Linked DNA regions of Zea mays: regions 2 and 3 are each linked to region 1. Evidence: chromatin contacts called from public Hi-C data. All regions are on one chromosome and are shown on one strand. The core of a region is the stretch at or near the end of the contact, and the rest is flanking DNA. Distances in the headings are between cores, read along the strand shown.

Region 1 (4,157 bases), core at 1,149-3,648:
CTAACGCTAACCCGGCTTGTAGTTGTGATTATTTTGAGAATTTCAGTTTCGCCCTATTCACCCCCCTCTAGGCGACTTTCAGCCGCCACAAATTTTCTCAGACTCTCAATAGCAGTGCTTCCACCCATCCGAATATACTCATCAACATAATCTGCTGGAACACCATAATCTAGTTGTCGAAAAGCTGCAGTAACCTTTTGCAAGCAGGTGAAAACCATAATGACCGACGACATTAACTTTCTGAACAAAATATTTATCATGTTTTTCAACAGCTTCAGCTATCCTTTTGAACAAATGGGGAACTCATCCGAAAGCGTCGTCGAAAAATCTTCTTGGGATATGTTGGATTCTCAGCAAAGTAGTCAAGATATAATTTTATAGCGTGTTCTCCTCTACTTCGATTGTAAACCTTATGTCCAAAAACTGAACCACGATGCTTTTTCTGCTGCTTCAATTTTGTCTTCCAGTATTTACCCATCAAAAGAACAATGGAATAGTCAAGTTCATCTGCTAAATATTTATCTTGTTGATGTATCTTATACCTCCTAAAACCGGACATGTTTCTGAAACGTATTGAAAAAATTGAATAAGAAATCAATTAATAGTGTATCAACAAAGATGAAAATTATTTATGAACTCTCTTTCGTTTCATATTTACTAATCTTAAAACATCTATCCAATAACTGGAGCATCATGTCAACTTGAATTAGAGGAAGGGAGTAATAGCATCACGTCCAATTCAATTAGAGGAAGAGAGTAACGTGAATGTGTGGATGAAGTACTCCCAGGCGTGAAATAGCATACCAGGCGTGATGAAAAGCAAAGCATACTAGGCGTGATGAAAGCTGCAATATTCTCTCTAACCGTCGACCTGTCCATGCGAACGCACGTGATGAAAGCTGCGCCAACCTCCTACGTCTACAGGGTGAAGGAAGATATGTTGCCAAATGTCTAGGTCTTCGGCCGTCCAACGAAGCAGAGCAACCGGTGCGCAAAACAAGTACGGCGTGGCGGGAAATCTTCCGCCAAAACCAATAGATAAAACCAGATTTAACTAAATGGCGCTGTATAGGACTCACTGTTGGAGCTAACACAATTGTTGGGTCCTATACACATTTCTGTTCGACCTTATTCCATTTTAAGGCCCAATTTTAGGTCCCACTCTTGGAGATGCTCTAACAACGCAGATGTTCTCCCATAATTCTATAAATAGACTTAAGGACTATTTAGTTTCTATCTATAATTTATCGTAACTAAGAGTGTGTTTGATACATGAACTAAAATTTAGTCTCTCTCCTATCGAATATTTGGATAGTTAGAAGCATTAAATATAGTCCGCAGGGGTCTTTTGATGGGTCTATAGAAGAGCTCGTCTCTACACGAGACTCTATATACATTGTGTCTTGACTATATTTATGATTTAGAGGATCCAAATTGTATCATATGGACTCTTAGTTGTCTCTTGTACTTAGAAAATTGATTCAAGTGCTTAGACATATGACCTCTTAGTTGTCTTTTGTATCTAGAAAACCGATTCAAGGGCTTAGGGTTGTACAAATCCTTAGGGGAGTACATGTTACATTGGACGTTTGAATGCCGATTACTAGTATTAAATATAGTATAATTCAAAACTAACTATGTAGATGAAGACTAAGCGACAAGACGAATTCATTAAGGCTAATTAATACATGAGTATCAAATGTTTACTGCAGTAACACATGAGCGAATCATGGACTAATCAGGTTTAATAGATTTATGTTATCGTTTAGTTTTTATATGTGTAATTAGTATAATATTCAAACAATTTATGTGACGGAACTAAAATTTAGTCTAAAAGATTCAAACAGGATTCTAGAACGGGAAAAGTATATCTTGAAAATAAGTTATGTTAAAGTTTTTTTCCTAAAATATTATATGGCATCATGACTCTGGATGTAAAACAAGTGTATGTCTCATGTTTTAAGAAAGTCATCAAATGTTAAGTTTGATCGAACATATAAAAAAGTATTTATGATATAAAATATTTTATTCACAAAACTATTGCATTATATTGATATTGCTTTCTATATAATTAATTAAACGTGAAATTAGTTTGTTTATCGAGATGCAAAGTACTACACTGTTTATTCTGGATGAAGGGAGCCTATGCTTGTACAAGCAGGCAACAAGGTCAACAGCCTCCATGACCATGGGCAGCGGCACTATGGCATTGGCAGGCCAAACCTGACAGGCAAGACTAGCCGTCGTATGCGCTACAGCCTACAGACAAGCACTCGAGGCCCCGCCCATCCTCCACGCGCCCTTCCCCGCCCATCGACACGCGCCCCGTAGCCACCCCGCTGCCGGGTGCTCGTGGCGGCGCACCTGATCCCCGCGGCCCCCGCACGTCCCGTCCCCATAGCGCGGCCTCGACACCTGTCCCCCGCACGCGCGCGCGCACACACGAAAGTGCACGTAGCTTTCCTACCCTCCCTCCCTCCCTCGCTCGCTCGTCCCGCCCGTCGCCTCTCCCTCCTTTCTGCCGGTAACTCCCGGTCCCGGCTCCCGAGCCATAGTGACAGCAATTACCCAGTCCCAGATCAACGTTACCCAACGGCTGCCAAATCTCCCTCCGCTTCCCGGCTCCCCAGGTCGAGCCGTCGAGGGCGCTGCTTGCCACTGCCTTGGTCGCTACTGTACGACGCACTTTGGTGGTGGTGCCGCTACTCTGCTCCCCGAGTTCCATCCTTCCTCACGAGGAGGGCGGGCGTTGCCGTTGCCTGCCCGTGTGCTTTGGCGATTCGGGGGCTTGGGCTCGGATCTGCGTGTGCCTGCCTCCGGACCCGCCCGAGGCTCGGGGCGCCTGATTTGGGGCCGGGTTAGGCAGATCTGGAGGGCACATGAGAATAAGGCGGCGGCGGAGGGGTAGCGGGAGCTATGCGGTGCTTCTGCGAAGGACTTGAGCCGGCCTGGGAAGGTGATCCTGGAGGAGGTTGCGGCGGCTGCAACGGCGGAGGGAAGGCTGGAGGATGTCGTAGCGGTCGTGGCGCCGCTCGCGGCTCCGCCTGCGCCGACGTTTAGCCCCGCTGCGGCGGAGCTCACGCTGATCGCCGCGGCGGTCGTGGGAGCCATGGAGGGGGTCTCCGTGCCCCCGGTCAGGACGGCCTCCGCGGCGGACGACGACGCGCTGGCGCCGGAAGGGGAAGGGGGAGACGCGTCTCTGGCCGGGAGCCCGTGCTCGGTGGCCAGCGACTGCAGCAGCGTGGCCAGCGCTGACTTCGAGGGGGTCGGGATGGGTTTCTTCGGCGCGGCAGCGGGCGCGGAGGGTGGCCTTGGCCCCATGGTGTTCGAGGACTCGGCCGCGTCCGCGGCCACGGTCGAGGCGGAGGCCAGGGTCGCAGCTGGTGGGAGGAGTGTCTTCGCCGTGGACTGCGTGCCGCTGTGGGGCTACACCACTATATGCGGCCGCCGGCCGGAGATGGAGGATGCCGTTGCTATAGTGCCGCGATTCTTTGACGTGCCACTCTGGATGCTCACCGGCAATGCGGTGGTCGATGGGCTCGATCCCATGACGTTCCGATTACCTGCACATTTCTTTGGTGTCTATGACGGACATGGTGGTGCACAGGTATGCTTACCGTCCATTAATGACTTCCTATTAGCAGGCTCATTTTTGGTACTCTAGTTAAGACTTAAGACTGTGTGTACTCCTAAATAGAACATTTTGTTGTTGGTACAGCTACATTGAGTGGCATTGGCTCAATTCGTTGTAGGTAGCAAATTACTGTCGGGAACGCCTCCATGGGGCCCTACTGGAGCAGCTGAGCAGGATAGAGCAGACCGTGTGCGCAGCTAACTTGGGAGACATGGAATTCAAGAAACAGTGGGAAAAGGCCTTTGTGGATTCTTTCGCTAGAGTGGATGACGATGTTGGGGGCAAGACGATCAGGGAAGATGGTGGCGAAGCACGCATAAGTGACGCTGCTATGATGCTTGTGCCCGAACCTGTGGCACCTGAGACCGTGGGTTCAACGGCGGTCGTCGCCGTCATCTGCTCCTCGCATATCATTGTCTCCAATTGTGGAGATTCACGGGCGGTGCTCTGCCGTGGCAAGCAGCCCGTGCCTCTGTCGGTGGATCATAAAGTAAGCTCTCCTGCAATGCTGTTTATTTGCCTG
Region 2 (4,371 bases), core at 1,377-3,876, 150 kb before region 1:
GTCTCTACCTAGTTCAGTAGCTACTTGGGAGGACCTGGATGACTTATGTAGGCAATATCCTCTATTCCAGTTCGAGGACAAACTGCTTCTCGATAGGGGGAGATATGTTATGTGGGGCACTACCTATCTGCGTAGGTGAAAACATAATACTACTAGTTGAGACAGTTCAGCAAGGTAGTTTAGAGAATCAAGGAAAGAATAGCAGATTAGAGCAACTCCAGTAGTTATCTAAAAGACTTCCTAAATTAATAATTTAGGTAGTTAACATGAAAACTATTCTCCAACAGTTCTCTAAATAAACTTTCTAAATTTAACAATTTGTCATCTAACCTCATTTTCTCTCTACATTTGGCAACCATTTAACAACTCCCTAAACAAAAATGTTGACTGCATTATATAGTTTTTGTGACTTATTTTTTATGTGGATAAATACAAAACAAAATTACAACCTATATTTAGAGAACTATTGGAGAACTCACATTTTTTTACTCCAAAAACTATTTAGCAACTTTTTAAATCTGTGATTTAGAGAGCTAAAATTTACATAACTATTGGAGTTGCTCTTAGTAGCAAATTAGTAGTTGAAAGAATCTAGGAAAGGATAGCAGATTAGTAGTTGAAAGTTTTTAACAGATTAGATGTCGGCCATCAGCTGGCCTATATAAATGTAAGCAGAGTCAGATTAAGGAATCATGAAAGAAGTTATTTCCAAACCGCCCCCTCTCCTAATCCGGTCTTTCCCCTTTGTTGTCAATATAGTCCTCATCACCTGCGAAGCCAGGGACCGCCGACCGATCCCTTGCATCTTCCTCCCTACCGCCGCACACGTAACACGATTGTTCATAAGTATAACTAGTTTGCGGCGAACAGTTTGTCTCTGACATGGCAAACAAACCTATGTCTCTAACGTTGATCAACATGTAAATATTTGAGCTCATTCGTGTTGGATATATTTAGTTTTATATTTTTTTTTCTTGATCCGGTAACCCCTTTGATTTTCACGTAAACTGAACGGAAGCTTGCAGATGTTTTTTCAACATGTGGACATGTGTGCTTACCGAATATTTGCGTGTCATTGTACTAGTTGACTATTAATTGACAAGGAAAGCCAACTTTTTTGTCGAATGGCATGTGCAAGTCCACCAAACGGATGCGCCCTTAAACCGCAACAATGTATTGTCAACCACAGAATACGTAGTACCAGTAACGACTACGTATAAGATTTGCTAAATTTAAACACGCAACAGTACGCATGCAGACAATGGATCGAACAAGAAGCAAGCAGCAAGCTTGAAACTATGCATAGTCCACGAGCTAAGCTGCCTCTGCCTACTTGCAGCTGTTCGCTTAGCCGAGCAGCTTCTTGACGGCCTGGAACCTGGCGTCCTTGTCGCCGAACTTGGTGCCCTGGTAGTAGTCGAGGTAGTCCCCGAACCTGTAGGGACCGGGGTACGCCGCGGCGCCGGCGTCCTGATCCCTGCGGGGCGCCGGCGCGACCACGGCGTCGGTGCCAGGGTTGTAGAACGTGGCCACGGACAGGCGGCGGCCCTGGTCCCCGGCCGCGACGCGGTGCAGGACGCTCCGGTAGGCGCCGGCGCTGAGGACCTCGATCTGGTCCCCGATGTTGACGAAGAGCCTGCCCCCCTTGGTGGGGCCGACGGGGACCCAGTGGGCGCCGGCCCTGAGGAACTCGAGGCCGCCCACGACGTCGTCCTGGAGGAGCAGGATGATGCCGCCGGCGTCGGTGTGCGCGCGCAGGCCCCACACCAGCTCCGGGCGCGGGCAGGACGGGTACATGGCGAACTTGGTGCCCACGAACGGCGGCGCGAAGGTGGCGGCGACGTGGGCCCCGGGGAGGCCCAGGTTGAGGCTCATGCACTCGGCCAGACGCTCCGCGAGGGACACCATCTGCGCGACGTACGCGTCCAGCGTCTCTCTGCGTGTTACATGAAGATGAAGAATGATAGCGCGTACGAAGCATGCATGGTGTGTGGGTGTGCGGCAACAACTAATTGAGGTCGAATCGACGAAGGCAGCACAGCAGTATATATACGGACCGTGTCGGCGGCGTGATCTCTGGGAAGTCGGCGACGTTGGTCTTGGGGTGGTGCTGGATGAAGTAGGTGGACTCCCAGTCCACCTCGTCGGAGGGCTTCTCATCAGTGTCACCTCTGGTGGCGGCCTCGAGGTCCATGGCGAGGGCGGAGGCGTAGAACTTGGCCTCCAGGTGCTCCTCGTAGTGGCCGTAGACGAAGCGCTTGACCTCGTCCATCAGCGGCGCGTCCACGCCGTGGTTCTCCACCTGCGATGCGGATGCGAGCGGCGCCGGCGCATCATAATGACGTACGTACGCCCGCGCGCATGCATATGGAAAGAAGTTGTCAAATATTAATTGCAAGCATTCGTTGGTGCTCTGCTTACCCAGAAGAAGCCCCAGTCCTTGCAGGCGTCGTGGAGCTCCGCCAAGGTCCGCGACCTCTCCTCGCCGCCGCCGTTGAGGCCGCCGAGATCGATCACCGGAATCTCCATCGGGCCCGTCATTAATTAGACTGCTTTGTACTTAATTTGTGCCTCCCAAGTTCTGACACTCCACTACTTAATTTGTGTTGTTCGCTGCTGCATGAGAGGAAGGTATATGGGTAGCTGGCTATTTATACTGGAATTCGCACCAAAAACACACACCTTGCATTGCAGGTGAAATGGGTGAAGCTGGATGGAGCCCACATTCCATGTGGAATTCTGCAGCAGTTGGACCGGACTGGAGTGGAGTGAGTAGCAGCAGCAACGAAACTTCGTCCCGCGGTTTCGTGTTGCTTGGTTTGGAATGGCAGGTTTCCGTTTCCCGGCCCGGGTGGACAAGACAGCGCGCCGGCCGGACGCGGCGTAGGTAGCGTCAGTCCTGGTACTCTGATAAAGCGGGTGATTATTCAATTCTGCAGACTGAAGCATCGAATCTGCCGATGTGATCTAGCACAAAGGGCAGCACAGAGGGAGATCCAAATCCAATGGGCGGCCAGGCACGGTGTGGTGTGGATGCTGGCGTGTGGACCCAGTGCATGTGCGGCGACGAGCCGACGACGACGATGCCAAGCAGACGAAGACGACGGGGCTCTGAATCGGGTGCATGCTACGGCACGGGCGGCGGAGCCTGACGCGCCGCTGCTCCATCCTGCGGGGGTGTTGCGTTGCGCTGTTATGAATGCCGTTGCTTGGTAGTACGGAGTAGTGCCGTTGCTATGCCTGGATCGGCACGGAAAATCCCTCCTATCCTAGTATATAGGTACTAGGCAGTACCAGCAGAGATAGACGACGGACATGGAAAGCGATCGATTTGGGCCAACTGGACCGGTTGCTGTCTGGCACCTTCACTTGCACGCAGGTACGGTGTGGTTGTTTTGGTCGAGCCTACGCGCCCACGGGTTAGCGGAAAACAGCGACACAGCCACAACATCATAACTTTACCCATTTCGTGTCAAAATTTCTCATCTACACCGTAAAAAACCGCTATTATGTTTTTTTATGCAGAGGATTGGATGTCACTCGTGACAATATAACATTGAGGTGTTGTTTTTCTTTCTTTCAACATGAAGTACCGGAACGGTAACGCAACTTGCTAACGGTTTCCAGAGGAACTAAAACCACTATGTTTGTTCGGCTACGGACACCGGGACACATAAGACCTAGTTTGGGTACTCTAGTATTGACCTCAATCCACTTGTATTGAGGTGGATTGGGATGTAACTTAAACTAATTTACACCCCAATCCACATCAATACATGTGGATTGAGGTCAATACTAGAGTACCCAAACAAAGCCTAAGGGAACCAATTACGCTAGTAGGGGAGGGGAGGAAGTGTTCTACGAGATCGGGTCGATTTACGCTGCAACTGATTATGGACCCATCCATCCAAACATGAAATAGTGTGATGTTCTCGCGCGCTGGGTATGTGTACCGATATTCACAGTGGAGCAGTGACGGAGGACCGCGGGAGCTGCCCCCACCCCCCCTCGAAGCAATGAAGGCTCCTGGGTGTACTAGCGGTTGAGAGATCCCAACATCTGAGGTCGGTCGGGGTAGGGCTATATGAACTGATGTTGTCCTATAGGGCGCATGCCGCAAGGGTTGACTGATGGAGCTGCCCGCGCGCCGCTTGGTCATGGGATAAGAAGGCAGGGCAGAGGCCAGCCCTCCAAGACCAGAGGGGCCAAGGGCACAGGCTGGGGGCCAACGTGATGGTCGTTTCACCGCCCCAAACGGTGGCAACAACTGAGGCCTGGGTCGCATGACTCGTGGAGGCAACCTCGGCAATCGGGATGGAGGTGACCGTGACCACGACCATTACGGGGCGGTGGAGGCAGCAGCCACGACGC
Region 3 (4,226 bases), core at 111-2,610, 180 kb before region 1:
CGGAACAGCCGGTCCTCGAGGCTGCCGTGGTCCATGTACTCGTACACGAGACAGCCGTACTCCGGGCATGCGCCGAGGAGGAGCACCATGTTGGGGTGGCGGATGCAGCTGAGCACCTCCACCTCCTGCAGGAACTGCTTCCTCCCCTGGTGCGCGTCGGGCCGGAGCACCTTGATGGCGACGGGGGTGTGGTCGAGGGAGGCGCGGTAGACGGGGCCGTAGCCGCCCTCGCCGATTTTGAGCTCGTCGGAGAAGCGCTCCGTGGCCATCTCGATCTCGTCGATGTGGTACTTGCGGTACCGGAAGTCGTGGTTGGAAATGGCATCCAGAGCGCGCACCTTCTCGTCGGCCTCCCGGCGCGCGCGCACCTCGGCGTTGCGGCGCCGCTGCGCCTCCAGGTCAGCCAGCCTCTGCGCCGCCTCGGCGGCCTCCATGGCCGCGCGGCACTTGGCCTTCTCCATCTCGGCCACTGCCAGAGCAGCCTCCTCGGCGTTCCTGGCCTCCTCCAGCCGACGCGCTTCCTCCAGCTTCATCATATGCATCTCCTTGGCCCGCTGCTTGGCGTTGATGGCCTCCTTGCACGCCGCGTTGTACATGTCCATGGTCTGCTTGAGCTCCAACCGGAGCCGCCGCATCTCGGCCTCGGTATCCCGCTGCGCCTGCATCCGCGCCACATGTCGTAGGTCAGCCGTCAGCAGCAAGGGACAAGGGTGGATAGCAAGAAATCAAACAAGTACGAATTGAACGTATGACTCACGCCGGTGGCCGGTGACATGGGTTCCAGAGCGGGGAGAGTGGTGGACATATCGAGGTTCTCGCCCAAGTCTATGTAGGAGAAGCGCGTGCTCGGGCCGAAGTCGAGGTCGCCGCCTAACGAGTCGTGTCTCGCCGAGCGGGAGGACGTCTCGAAGTTGTCCTTTCCTGGCAGGACGACAAAGTTCTTGGTGGTGGCCGATGACGAGAGCAAGCGCTCGCGGAACAGTGGCCGCGTGGATAGCTCCGGCGGTGTGCGCCCGTCAATGGAGCGCCAGGCGTCAGGCGTCACCCGCGGCAGGTGCCCCCTGGAGCCGCGTCGCATGTAGAGCACCGATTCCCGGAGGGAGTCGGTGTCCGAAGCGATGTCGGCGCCAGTGTGCATCGGCGGGACGCCGCACTTGGCGAGCCTGACATTGACGGACTTGCCCTTGGCCACGACGTAGATGTTGCAGTAGTCTGGAGCGCACTTCATCAGGGTCGACGGCACGTCCGCGTTCTTGAATTTCCTGCCCGAGGCGAGAGCTGAGACGGTGCAATCTGGACGAAAAAGAAATGATGGGGAAAAAAAAAGAATACTTGGTGAACGCATTTCTGTTGGCTCCGCCGAGCGCAATGCTCTGGATCTTGTTTGCAGTGATGTAACCTAGAATGGCTTTGGACACGTCTGCCTCTTCCAATACTACCTCGGATACTTCCACCTGCTAGCAGCAGCAGCGTCGATACGATTTCACCAACAATATAATCATCTTGATACGTTTTGGATGTTTTTTGCATTATTGTTGTTATTACATTTACCCCATTCCGGTTGAAGAATCCTCTGTAGGGGACAAAGATCTCCTTCATTTCAGCCTCCAGCGCACCCTGCGTGGTCTCAACCATGGCGAACCCATCTGCGCATGTCCAAGCAAACCAGAGCTCAGCTGCTGCTGCTGCACTGGCGAAATGGGTACGGGAGATGAACGACGTACGGGTCGTGTGGTAATGGACGGCCACGTGGAGCAGGACGATATGAGAGGCGCCGGAGAGGAGGTGGTCCACCACCCACTTCACGGCCAGTTGGCTGTTCCGGTCCCGGTCGATGGCCACGACGATGGTGGACGCCGGCTGGTGCAGCAGCGCCGGCGGCGATATCACCCAGTACTCATCCGGGCTCAGTGGGCCTCCTTGCATCGCGCCACCGTCCCGTGATGTTATGGTAATAAGGATGCCGCCGGCCGGTCAGTGGGTGGTGCGAGCGATGGATAGGGGCGCAGGAGAAGAAGGTAGAGAGATGGAGGGAGACGGGTTGTTCCGCCTCTCCTCCTGCCCTCCTTCCTTTCTCTCCCTTGCCTCCAACCTTAGTCTCCTACAGGTCTTCTCCTTCCCCAACATCTTGCAGCTAAATGCCATGGCGCAGGAGCAAGGACAGCCTCATACTATTCTTGCACATCCAATTATGTTTTTCCCTTTTTTGCTTTTGCAAATATTGTTCCACAAGAAAATTGGCATTGAGCAACCTAAAATAAGGGTGTAATTGATTGGACATGTAAGAAGCCTTGAAACAGCAAATGCAACCTAAAATTGGCCAATGCAGGAACCATGACCATCACCTGATCTCTCTTATTATTCTTCCATCGTGCACAACACGGTGTGCTTCTCTATCCAATCACCATAGCAACCATAAAAGATTTACAGTGTATTATAGCATTGCTGCTAACCCCTAGATCCGCCGCCAAGTAACCCCCCAGATCCTCTCTAACTTATGTACAACTACAAAACTGTACAGTTTCTAAGAGTTCTTGCAGCCTGGTGCAAATGGTTTTATAAGGTCAGGTAGGTCTTGATCATGGATGAGCCAGTTGGGTCAGAGAGGAGATGCCTGACAAGGTTCATTCGCAATTGATTTGGAGCTATCGCAAACATGTAGAATGAGAATAGTATGAGATCGACGGATGAAAGGGTCGAGCCAAGAAATCCTCGCCACATCCTGTTCAAGGAAAAATAGTGGTTATCAAAAACTTCATGGAGGTAGTAGCCTTCAGCGCACTGAATTTCTCTGAAGACCAACTGAGACAAGGTAAAAAGTGCGACTACCATCTCGGCACCCTGAAAAAGGCTTCGAAGAATGTTTGTATGCCTTCATTATTCAGTTGGATTATCAACGCTAATCCGAAAAGGAAGAAGGATCGTTGGCGTTTCCTCTCTTGAGGCCACAGTGTTCTCCATGCTGAAACATCATATTATAATAGTTTCGCTAACTTGTCTGAACCTTTACACAGTAGAACCGAACCAACCAACTTGAATAAATACCAGAAAAATGCTTACCAAGCATTGATGGACTGTAATTTTGTGAATTTCCGAGCATATATTCTGCAGGAACTCGATTTCCTAAGATGTCCGATATCACAGAAGCATATCTTGGAGCCTCAGACAAAGATCTGACCACTGAGTACCCTATGTATTTTGTGAAAAGTTGTCAATATAAGCTAGGAGGAAACTGGTGTGCAAAAAATTGATGATTCGTATGTACCTGTTGCAGGATGCACCATACTTGCTGCAGCACCGAATGCAAGGTTTTTCTGATCTGTGTTTGGTAAGGACCCTCCAACAGGAATGTAGGACCATTCCTTAAACCGAGAACATTTCAGTTTATTTTCAGAATATAATGTGTGAGAATTAAGAATTGTAGACCCTCTTACCTCCTCATAAACTTTCAGGATACGAATTCCCATCGCGTTCAACCGATACATCAGCCTCTTCTTAAGTAGATCAAAAGACATAGCATCTTTAGAAGCTAAGCATGTTTCCTGTGATAAGGTATTTAGTCACAAATTTTGAGAATTTGATGGGAAGCGCGGGTTGCTTAATCACAGAGGTAACAAAAACTCTGTACCGACCTCAAAGAAAACTCGTGTGGGTGACATGGGCATAGCATACAGGAAAGTGGGATTTTCTTGTTCAGTGTGTGAGAATTCCTCTTTGAAACAATCTCTGTAGTCCATGAAAACCATTAAGCTAGGATCATATGGGTTATTTTCCACCTGAAATTTTCAAACAGTTTTGAAATAACGAAGATCTAGCACATAAATGATATATTGAAAATTTCAACTAGAGACTTATTGAGCAAACTGGTCTGTCTAATTTGTGCAAGCAATAAAAAAAAATGAACAGATTCTTGAGTCTTGGTGTACCTCAACTTCTACTCCGTATGCAGTCTGCACGCAAACACGGGGACCCCCAACCTCATACTCTAGAAGCCTACCAGATGCTGCCCCCGAAGCAACAATGGCAAGCCTGCAAATTATCTCGCGACCCTTGTCACAACAGACTACTCTGTGTCCATCTGGAGATTCTATGATCTTGTCCACTTTGGAGTTCAGGTATGTCACGCCAGCTTCATAGCATCTGCGAATTATTCAAGTGTTGCTACTCGTCAATTATATTATATACCACCATGCATGGAAAAGACACTTCTGAGTCCCAATTCTAAC

Evidence for each region. Hi-C and Micro-C count contacts between places; a contact is called where the count stands out from the background.
Region 2: a contact with region 1 is called in a Hi-C map of leaf, with 5 times the contacts expected there. The contact joins the promoter of LOC100283053 here to the promoter of LOC109941434 in region 1. A contact is called at or near these places in 3 of 25 Hi-C or Micro-C datasets (ear and leaf) and 1 of 3 datasets of contacts at active chromatin or transcription factors (leaf).
Region 3: a contact with region 1 is called in a Hi-C map of bundle sheath, with 2.3 times the contacts expected there. The contact joins the promoter of LOC100216601 here to the promoter of LOC109941434 in region 1. A contact is called at or near these places in 3 of 25 Hi-C or Micro-C datasets (bundle sheath, ear and tassel).

Annotation. Positions count from the first base shown.
Region 1 is chr8:142,411,126-142,415,282 of Zm-B73-REFERENCE-NAM-5.0, reverse strand. It overlaps LOC109941434 (probable protein phosphatase 2C 6), which reads left to right and starts at 2,398. Exons shown (of 4, transcript XM_020542394.2): 1 at 2,398-3,607; 2 at 3,753-4,124. The coding sequence starts at 3,110.
Region 2 is chr8:142,564,342-142,568,712 of Zm-B73-REFERENCE-NAM-5.0, reverse strand. It overlaps LOC100283053 (1-aminocyclopropane-1-carboxylate oxidase 1), which reads right to left and starts at 2,626. Exons shown (of 3, transcript NM_001155955.2): 1 at 2,422-2,626; 2 at 2,058-2,302; 3 at 1,133-1,936. The coding sequence starts at 2,541. The coding sequence ends at 1,348.
Region 3 is chr8:142,589,580-142,593,805 of Zm-B73-REFERENCE-NAM-5.0, reverse strand. LOC100216601 reads right to left here and starts at 1,360. Exons shown (of 2, transcript NM_001143014.1): 1 at 758-1,360; 2 at 1-659. The coding sequence starts at 1,345. LOC100280448 reads right to left here. Exons shown (of 10, transcript NM_001153368.1): 4 at 3,927-4,140; 5 at 3,633-3,776; 6 at 3,435-3,542; 7 at 3,266-3,362; 8 at 3,061-3,189; 9 at 2,830-2,962; 10 at 2,552-2,722. The coding sequence ends at 2,557.